Regions from separate parts of the Zea mays genome. Here region 2 is linked to region 1. Evidence: chromatin contacts called from public Hi-C data. All regions are on one chromosome and are shown on one strand. The core of a region is the stretch at or near the end of the contact, and the rest is flanking DNA. Distances in the headings are between cores, read along the strand shown.

Evidence for each region. A called contact is a pair of places that touch in the nucleus more often than the background predicts.
Region 2: a Hi-C map of leaf shows a contact between it and region 1, with 7 times the contacts expected there. The contact joins the enhancer-like site here to the promoter of LOC100382392 in region 1. A contact is called at or near these places in 7 of 25 Hi-C or Micro-C datasets (bundle sheath, leaf, root tip and 1 more).

Annotation. Positions count from the first base shown.
Region 1 is chr1:183,814,913-183,818,720 of Zm-B73-REFERENCE-NAM-5.0, reverse strand. LOC100382392 (cold shock protein-1) reads left to right here and starts at 1,837. Exons shown (of 1, transcript NM_001175137.1): 1 at 1,837-2,784. The coding sequence starts at 2,173. The coding sequence ends at 2,643. It overlaps TRNAA-UGC (transfer RNA alanine (anticodon UGC)), which reads left to right and starts at 3,151; the gene lies at 3,151-3,223.
Region 2 is chr1:183,932,918-183,936,725 of Zm-B73-REFERENCE-NAM-5.0, reverse strand. No RefSeq gene overlaps it. Among protein-coding and RNA genes, the nearest start is that of LOC100277063, 24 kb to the left of the region's middle. Within about 2 kb of position 2,040, at least 16 of the 20 cell types and tissues checked have an H3K27ac peak or open chromatin away from gene starts, as enhancers often do. A contact at or near this core is called in bundle sheath, leaf and tassel, where this site is marked.

The DNA of each region.
Region 1 (3,808 bases), core at 588-3,087:
AGTAACGACTGAATTTGGTGAGTATTAAAGAAGAAGATTCTACCCTAAATTCAGGGTTTTACACCCATATTGTTTAATATCTTTAATTTAGTAAGTTGTAGGCTTTATATTGTTATAATATTTAGATTTATGTGGTCAAATGATGCTAGCATTGTTTATTATCTTCAGTTTAGTAAGCTATAGACTTTATGTAGTTGTAATATCTCGATTTTATGGAAAGGTTTGGGCGGGCACGGCGGCCGAACGAAATCATAACGTGTTTTAGGGTCTGGTTCGACTACTATTTTTGCTCTTTGTCTGTCACGCCACGACCTAAAAAAAATTTAGACCTTCTTAACTCGAACCTGTTTGATCCGAAGCATAATAGGCTCGGCCGGGCCGGTCTAATTCCGGGAAGTAGTCCACACTTAGGGCTGATTTGGTGATTAGGGATCCCGAGGGGATCCACCGGGGAGGAATCCCCTTCCAATTCAATTTTGAATAGCAAGTGGTTTTCTTCCCCTAGGGATCCCCGATCACCAAATCAGTCCTTAGTTTGTTTGTTAATTATGGAGAAATGGACGCAACACGCCCAGCAGCTAGTTAGCTGCTAGCTAGCTCGGGTTACATTACAGACTGATGACCGCGGATTGAGCACGAACCTACTTAACAACAACACACTGCACGCGTATACTCTAATTAAGACAAGATATATGTTTAACTTGACGAGCGAGGACGACGATGCATGCATGCACGATTAGGTGTCTGTAGTGGGCGTGCAGCAGCCGAGCCCACGGCGCGGCTTGCCGGCGGCGGACCCGCTCCTCCTCCATCCACTTCCCGCGGCGGCGGCGCTGCTGCTGTCGTCGTGGGGCGGCGGCGGCGGCACAAGGGGCACGGCGTCCGGCTCCGGTTCCTTGAACGATTTGGTGCGGATCTCGACGCACGAGCAGCGGTCCAGGGACGCAAAGAAGGCGCTCTGGATGCCCCCGCCGAGGGCCTCGGCGGGGCGGCACAGCGGCCTGCCGCAGCCGCCTGCGCCTGGGGCCGGCAGACGCCTCCTCGCGGCGCCGCGGCGGAAAGCGAAGGGGACGCACCGCGGCGAGGAGGTGGCGGAGGAGGAGGAGGAGGAGGAGGAGGAGGCGGCGGCGGCGAGTGTTGACATGGTCTGGTAGTCTGGTTTGCAGCAGCTTGCTGGCTATACTACTAACTATAGTGAGGTGTGGAGTGATCTGATGGCTCCTGCGAGTGAGTGATTCGCTACGACACCGCGCCATTGCCTATAAAAAGATGAAAAAGAAACGAATCATTTTTTTTCTTCTTTTTTGGCGGCAAGTTTAATTTAATTATTAGCGAGTGGAGTGATGACCATAGTAGTGCCGCGGGCTCCTCAACGTCGGCCCACCTGCACTGCACGGCTGCACCCAACTGCGGCTTCCGTGGCTCCTGCGCGCACGAGTGTCCGCGTCCATGCATGTGCTCATGAACAGAACAGGGTGGGCAGGGCATCATCGAGGAATGAATAGAAGGGCCACATGCTTCATTCTGTAGTCTGTAAAGCAGTGGCCACCGTGCTGCTGCACAACAAAGCAAGCATCGATCCACGGAAGTCGTCCACGCAAACGTGTAAAATGGCCGGCCGGCCGGCGACAGGACAGCTTCCAAACCCCTTTTGTGTTTCCAGCTCTGGGTCAGGTAATGGTCACGCTCACACGTCGCCTACAGACTACAGTACGCATAATAGAAATATGGAATTTTGTTCGTGTTTTTCTTTTTCCTTTGTTTGTTTCCTGTTCCTGTATATATATAGTGGAATGGTGGACTTTTGTACGTGTAGATAGCTAGACAGTATGTAGTGTGGAATGGTGGAGCTAGCGAGCATGGCATGGAACATGATCCTGTTACTGTATATGCATGTACTCGTAGTAGTAGGTAGCTGTAACCAATGCATGATCAGCACAACCAGTCTGGATGATGTTGCTGGTCAGCTCAGCTGGAGCTGGTGACAACCTCCAGCAGTCCAGCCCCGGGCCGGGCCCGGTGCATGTAAATATATGCGGTGCCGGAGAGACTACTGATTACTGACACTCTCTTGCTGCTTGGCGTCGCCATCGCACAGTGACACGGCCATCGGCACTCAACTCACTCCACAGGCTTCGTTTCATCATCATCATCATCACCGTCGTCATAGCCATGGCCGCGCGTCACCACGCCCCGCACCTCCTCGCGATGCTCATGCTCTCGGCGGCCGGCTTCTTCTCCGTGGCCTCCGCCGCGCGCGACCTCGACGCAGCCAACCCGCTCGCGGTCGCGGTCGCGGCGCCCGCCGCTGGCCGAAACAACGACAACAACAACCCTCCCGAGCCTAACTACTACTCCTACCATGGCGGCTACGGCGCCGTCCCGGCGGGCTACGGACCTGCAGGCGTCTCTGGCGCCGGCGGGTGGGGCGCGGGCTCCGGCGGCGGTGGCGGGTACGCACACGGCGGCGTGGAAGCGCCGACGGTGATGTGCCAGGACAAGGGGCCCTGCTACGGCAAGAAGGTGGCGTGCCCCAAGCGCTGCTTCTGGTCCTACAGCCGCTCCGGCAGCGGATACGGAGCCGGAGGCGGCGGCGGGTCCTGCACCGTCGACTGCAAGGACAAGTGCACCGCCACCTGCTGATGGATCGACGGGTAGAGCTAACTAGCTATCTGCTCATGGCTCTCCACTCGATCGATGACGATATATACTACTACATACAGTGTGTGTGCGCTTGTACTATATATATATATATATATATATATATATACAGTATACAATAGTAATCGGCCCCTTGCTCTTGCAGTACCAGCTGGTTAATTTCAGAGGAACTATGAATTACGATGAACTGCTGCTGCTGCTGGTTCATTAATTAATGAATAAGGCGTTGGATCACGCCACGCATGATCGATGTCGGCCATGCATGCAGTGTGCTTCATCAGCTATTACATATAACGAATTTTGCACGCAATCTGATGGAGATGGAATCATTGCATTTCCAGCTGAAGCTCCTGTAATGTAAGCCACCTGGAGCCGGAAAAGGCTCGCTCACACAGTTACTCACGCAGTCACGCTGCGTACACCATTGATTCATTGGCGCAACCATTGACCAGACGTTATATATTATGAACACAACGGAAAAAGCAGCATGGGGATGTAGCTCAAATGGTAGAGCACTCGCTTTGCATGCAAGAGGCACGGGGTTCGATCCCCCGCATCTCCAACTAGTTTTTTTTTTATTTTCCCCATGCAGTTATTATGTTTTTTTTCATTCTTTTCCTGTTGATTATACCAACAGTGTACTGTTGTTAAATTTTCCCTTTTCATTTTTCTTATGCAGTTAGTAAGTCTCCCCCATTCTTTCATATTGATTATATTTTCCCTACTGGTTTTTTTTACCTTTTTATATACATACAGTAATAAGTATAACATGTGTGGTATCTGGCACTGTAACTGAATCTGTGGTCTGGCATGCAGTCATGCAGAACCGAAGTCGAACAGCGTGATGGATGTGTCGGCCGGGCCAGTCAACGCCTTTGAATTGAATCATCGTCGCATTCAATTCCGTGTGTGTAGCACTCGGAATCTTGAATCGAGCATGCCAGCAACAGCGTGTTTGACCGGCTATTCCGGCTCATGCGATGCAAAACAGTTGATGCTGATCTAAGCATCAGTCACTATGATGTTAATAGAGACGATTCACAGCTGAAAACTGGACAGTCCGTGACCTAATGCAGAGACGAGAGTTTCCTACTGACAAGCAGAACGGTCTCTGTTTAGTGGCCAGACGGTCCACGGTCCACGTGTG
Region 2 (3,808 bases), core at 791-3,290, 120 kb before region 1:
CGTCGCCCGATGTCGGACGACCTTGTTGTTCCTGTCCACTTTGAAGTTGGCCAAGAATTTTGCTTTTGCCTCCTGGATCATACGCTCCTTGTGCTCCTCGAATTGGAGCTGTTCGTCAGCCGGCAAGGTCTCCCAAGTCGGCTCTATGATGTTGCTTGGGGAAATATCAGAGTTATCTCTTGAACCGGCCATTGAGGGCCGATTTGATGCGTCTATATTTGCTGTCCCCAGCGGAGTCGCCAAAAAGTATGTTGACACCTTTTTGGAGGCGTCAATTACTCAATAGAACCAGCGGCGGTGCTCTCTAGTCAGGCGCGGACGGTCCGCGGCCCAGGGCCGGACGGTCCGCGACCTAGCGCGAGGCGGCGGTGCTCTCTAGTCAGGCGCGGACGGTCCGCGGCACAGGGCCGGACGGTCCGCGACCTGGTGCAGGAGCTCGGGTTCCCTGCTTGACGACCGGACGGTCCGCGCGTGCGCAGGGGCGGCGGAAGATCGCCGGCGGCGCCTGGATCTCGCTCCCGGGAGGGACCCCGTCGGGGAGGAGAGATCCTAGGAGTTGTCTAGGCTCGGGTAGACCGACCTAGACTACTCTAATCGATGTAGAGTCGAGGAGAGGCGGAGAATTTGGGGATTGGATAGCTAAACCTAAACTAGACTAGAACTACTCCTAGGATAAAATGCGAAATAGAAGTTGTATTGATTCGATTGATAATTACAAATCGGCCGTAGACCTCTCTATTTATAGAGGAGGGGGGCTGGACACTTTACACAACTGATTCCGAGCTAATTCCGCGAATATAGCTAACAACCGTAGCACAAAACTCGGAACCCTAATCTGTTCTGCGCACGCGCGGACCGTCCGGCCTCAGGACCGGACCGTCCGCTTGCTCATTTCTGGTTCGAACAAGTCCGTATCAATTTCTATTTCTACTATTTCAACCGTGTTTTTTTACCTATAGATTGTTTTGTAGCTGCGGCTTTTAATATGAAGCGATGCTTTGCTTCCAACGTGGCGACGGCGACGGCGCACTAGTTAACGCCTGCCTGCCAACCGTATATCGCTGATCGGACGGTCGCCAACTAATAACGTCAGGTCATATCAGCGTCAACTGTGACAAGTACCAAACTAGTGGAGTATATTTTGGCAGCGCAAAGCATTCCAAGACTAGGCTAGTTTGGATCGTTCAAATTCAATTCGCTGCATTGCATGCATATATATATATATATAAAATCGTCAGGAACGAATTGATTGCTTATATTATATATCTACAAGAATATTGTTGTATTTATATATCCTGCTCCTGCAGCTGCTGCTGGCATTCTCTTGGATCGTGATCGCATGGTTAATAGCGCTTTCGTTCTGTTTCAAATTCAGTCCGTTCCCTTCCCAGTCAAGTCAACAAGACCCGCACGTTCTTCTCTCCATTCCTCAGAGATGCCCGCGCGGGCTACGGCCCGCTACGCCATGAGCGAGGCGAGCACCTGCAGGTCGAAGGAGCCGCCGGACGCGGCGTAGACCTGGCGCAGCGCCAGGGCGCGGCGGGCAGCGTAGAGGCGGCGGGCGAGCGCGCCGGCCTCGGCGCGCAGGCGGGCGTTGGCGAGGCGGGCGAGCGCGGCGCGGGCCTGCGCGCCGCCGAGCCGCGCGGCCAGGTCGCGGTTGCCGGCGCGCAGGCGGGCGGCGCGCCCGCGGAGCTCCTCCAGGTGCCGCTGCTTGCGCGCGCGGGACCGCCGCGCCGACTCGCGGTTCGAGATCCTGCGGCGGAGCCGCCGCCGCCGCTCCGCCAGCTCGTTCTCGTCGGCGGCGGCTGCTTCAGGTCCCGCGGACGTCAGCGACGCCGACGCGTCGTGCTCCGGCGGCGTGGCTGAGGTGGTCGCGTCCGTGGGCGACGCCGACGCCGACGCGGGTGTGGTGGGTTCGTCAGGTCCGAGGAGGCCGAAGCCGATGTCGGAGAGGAGAGCCTCGAGGTCGAGGGTGGGGTCCCACTCCGACAGCGTGGGGAACTGCTGCTGCTGGTGGGCCATGGAAGCAGGGCAGGGGCAGAATGGTAATTAGCAGCGTGTCGGAGGGGCTCGAGTGGCGGGAGAGGGAAAAGGGAGGGAACAATTGTATGGAAGCCTCTATTTATAGCCGGCCGGGGTGCCGTGCCGGGCAGACCGATCTTTCTTTTTCTCTCTTTTTTTAAATAAATAAATTAATAATAGTTTTTGACTGGGAAAAAAGGCAGCTTTATTTCGCATCAACAGGTGGGCTGTTGTGGGGCACACAACTTTGCGGCATAGTGCTATATACTATGAACCGGCCGTAGCGGTAGGTTCTCTAAATTAAACCAGGGGAGGAAAAGTCAAAAAAAAAAGAAATTGAATTTTGGTTTTTATAAGGGTTGGTCAAATAAAGAGTTTAGTGTTTGAAGAGGTGAAAAAAACTAATTAGAGCATCTCCAAGAGACACTCCATTTTCGACTCTCTATATGACACTCTATTTACCTCTTCATAAAGATTACATTCTATACGTAGCATCTCACTTCAACAGACTCTCTATTTAGTTTGGCTAGTCAGCGGCTAGTCAAATTTGGCTAGAGAGGGAGCCAATTTGAAGAGCCGGATAGCTTGGCAAGTTGGATGACTAGTCTGTTCGAGAGTTATTTTGCTATTGAGTAGCCAAAATTTGGCTTGCCGAGCCATTTAACTAATCTCTTGAAGATGCTCAGCTAGTGCATCATTCTCAAGACACATGGTGTCGGCGTTTCGACCCCGGGGGGTCCTTGGACCGTCGAGTAAATTGTCGCTACGTGTCCCAACCCAGATGGGTCGGCGCGAGACGGAACACAAGGGGGGAAAAGGGAACCGCGGCTTCGTGTTGTCCTACGCCCAGGGCGGATGCGCTTGCAGTAGGGGGTTACAAGCGTTCGCGAGAGAGGGAGAGAGCCTGTTCGTCAGCCCGTCCTCCCGCGCGGCCACCTTTTCGTACGAGGGCCCTGGACCTTCCTTTTATAGATGTAAGGAGATGGTCTAGGTGTACAATGGGGGGTGTAACAATATGCTAACGTGTCCGGCATAGAGGAGCCAGAGCCCTATTTACATGCCAACGTGGCTGTCGGAGAGGTGTTAGTGCCATGTGCATGTGATGTCGTGGCCGTCGGAGGAGCGCTTGAGCCCTGTAGAAGCACAACTGTCGGGGGCTGTCGGGACCTTGTTGACATCTCCTTGCTTCCGTAGGGGGCTGAGAACCGCCGTCGTCATGGGAGCACGCGGGGTGCCATCATTACTTGTTTACCGGGGCGAGCCAGATGGGATGCCGGTCTTGTTCCCCGTAGCCTGAGCTAGCTAGGGGTAGGGTAATGATGTACCCCCCTGTAACGTGGTCGGTCCGAGCCCAAGGTCGGGCGAGGCGGTGACTCCTCCGAGGTCGAGGTTGAGGCCGAGCCCTGGGGTCGGGCGAGGCGGAGACCGTCTTCCGAGGTCGAGGTTGAGTCTGAGCCCTGGGGTCGGGCGAGGCGGAGACCGTCTTCCGAGGTCGAGGTTAAGTCCGAGCCCTGGGTCGAGCGAGGCGGAGACTGTCTTCCGAGGTCGAGGCGGGGGCCGAGCCCTGGGGTCGGGCGAGGCGGAGCTTCCTATGGCGCCTGAGGCTGGACTCGGCTGCTGTCAGTCTCACCCTGGCGGGTGGCACAACAGTCGAAGCAGGGCAGGCGGCGATGTTTTCCTGTCAGGTCAGGCAGTGGAGGGGCGAAGTGACTGCGGTCATTTTGGCCCTGCCGACTGAGGAACGCGCGTCAGGATAAGGTGTCAGGCGATCCTTGCATTGAATGCT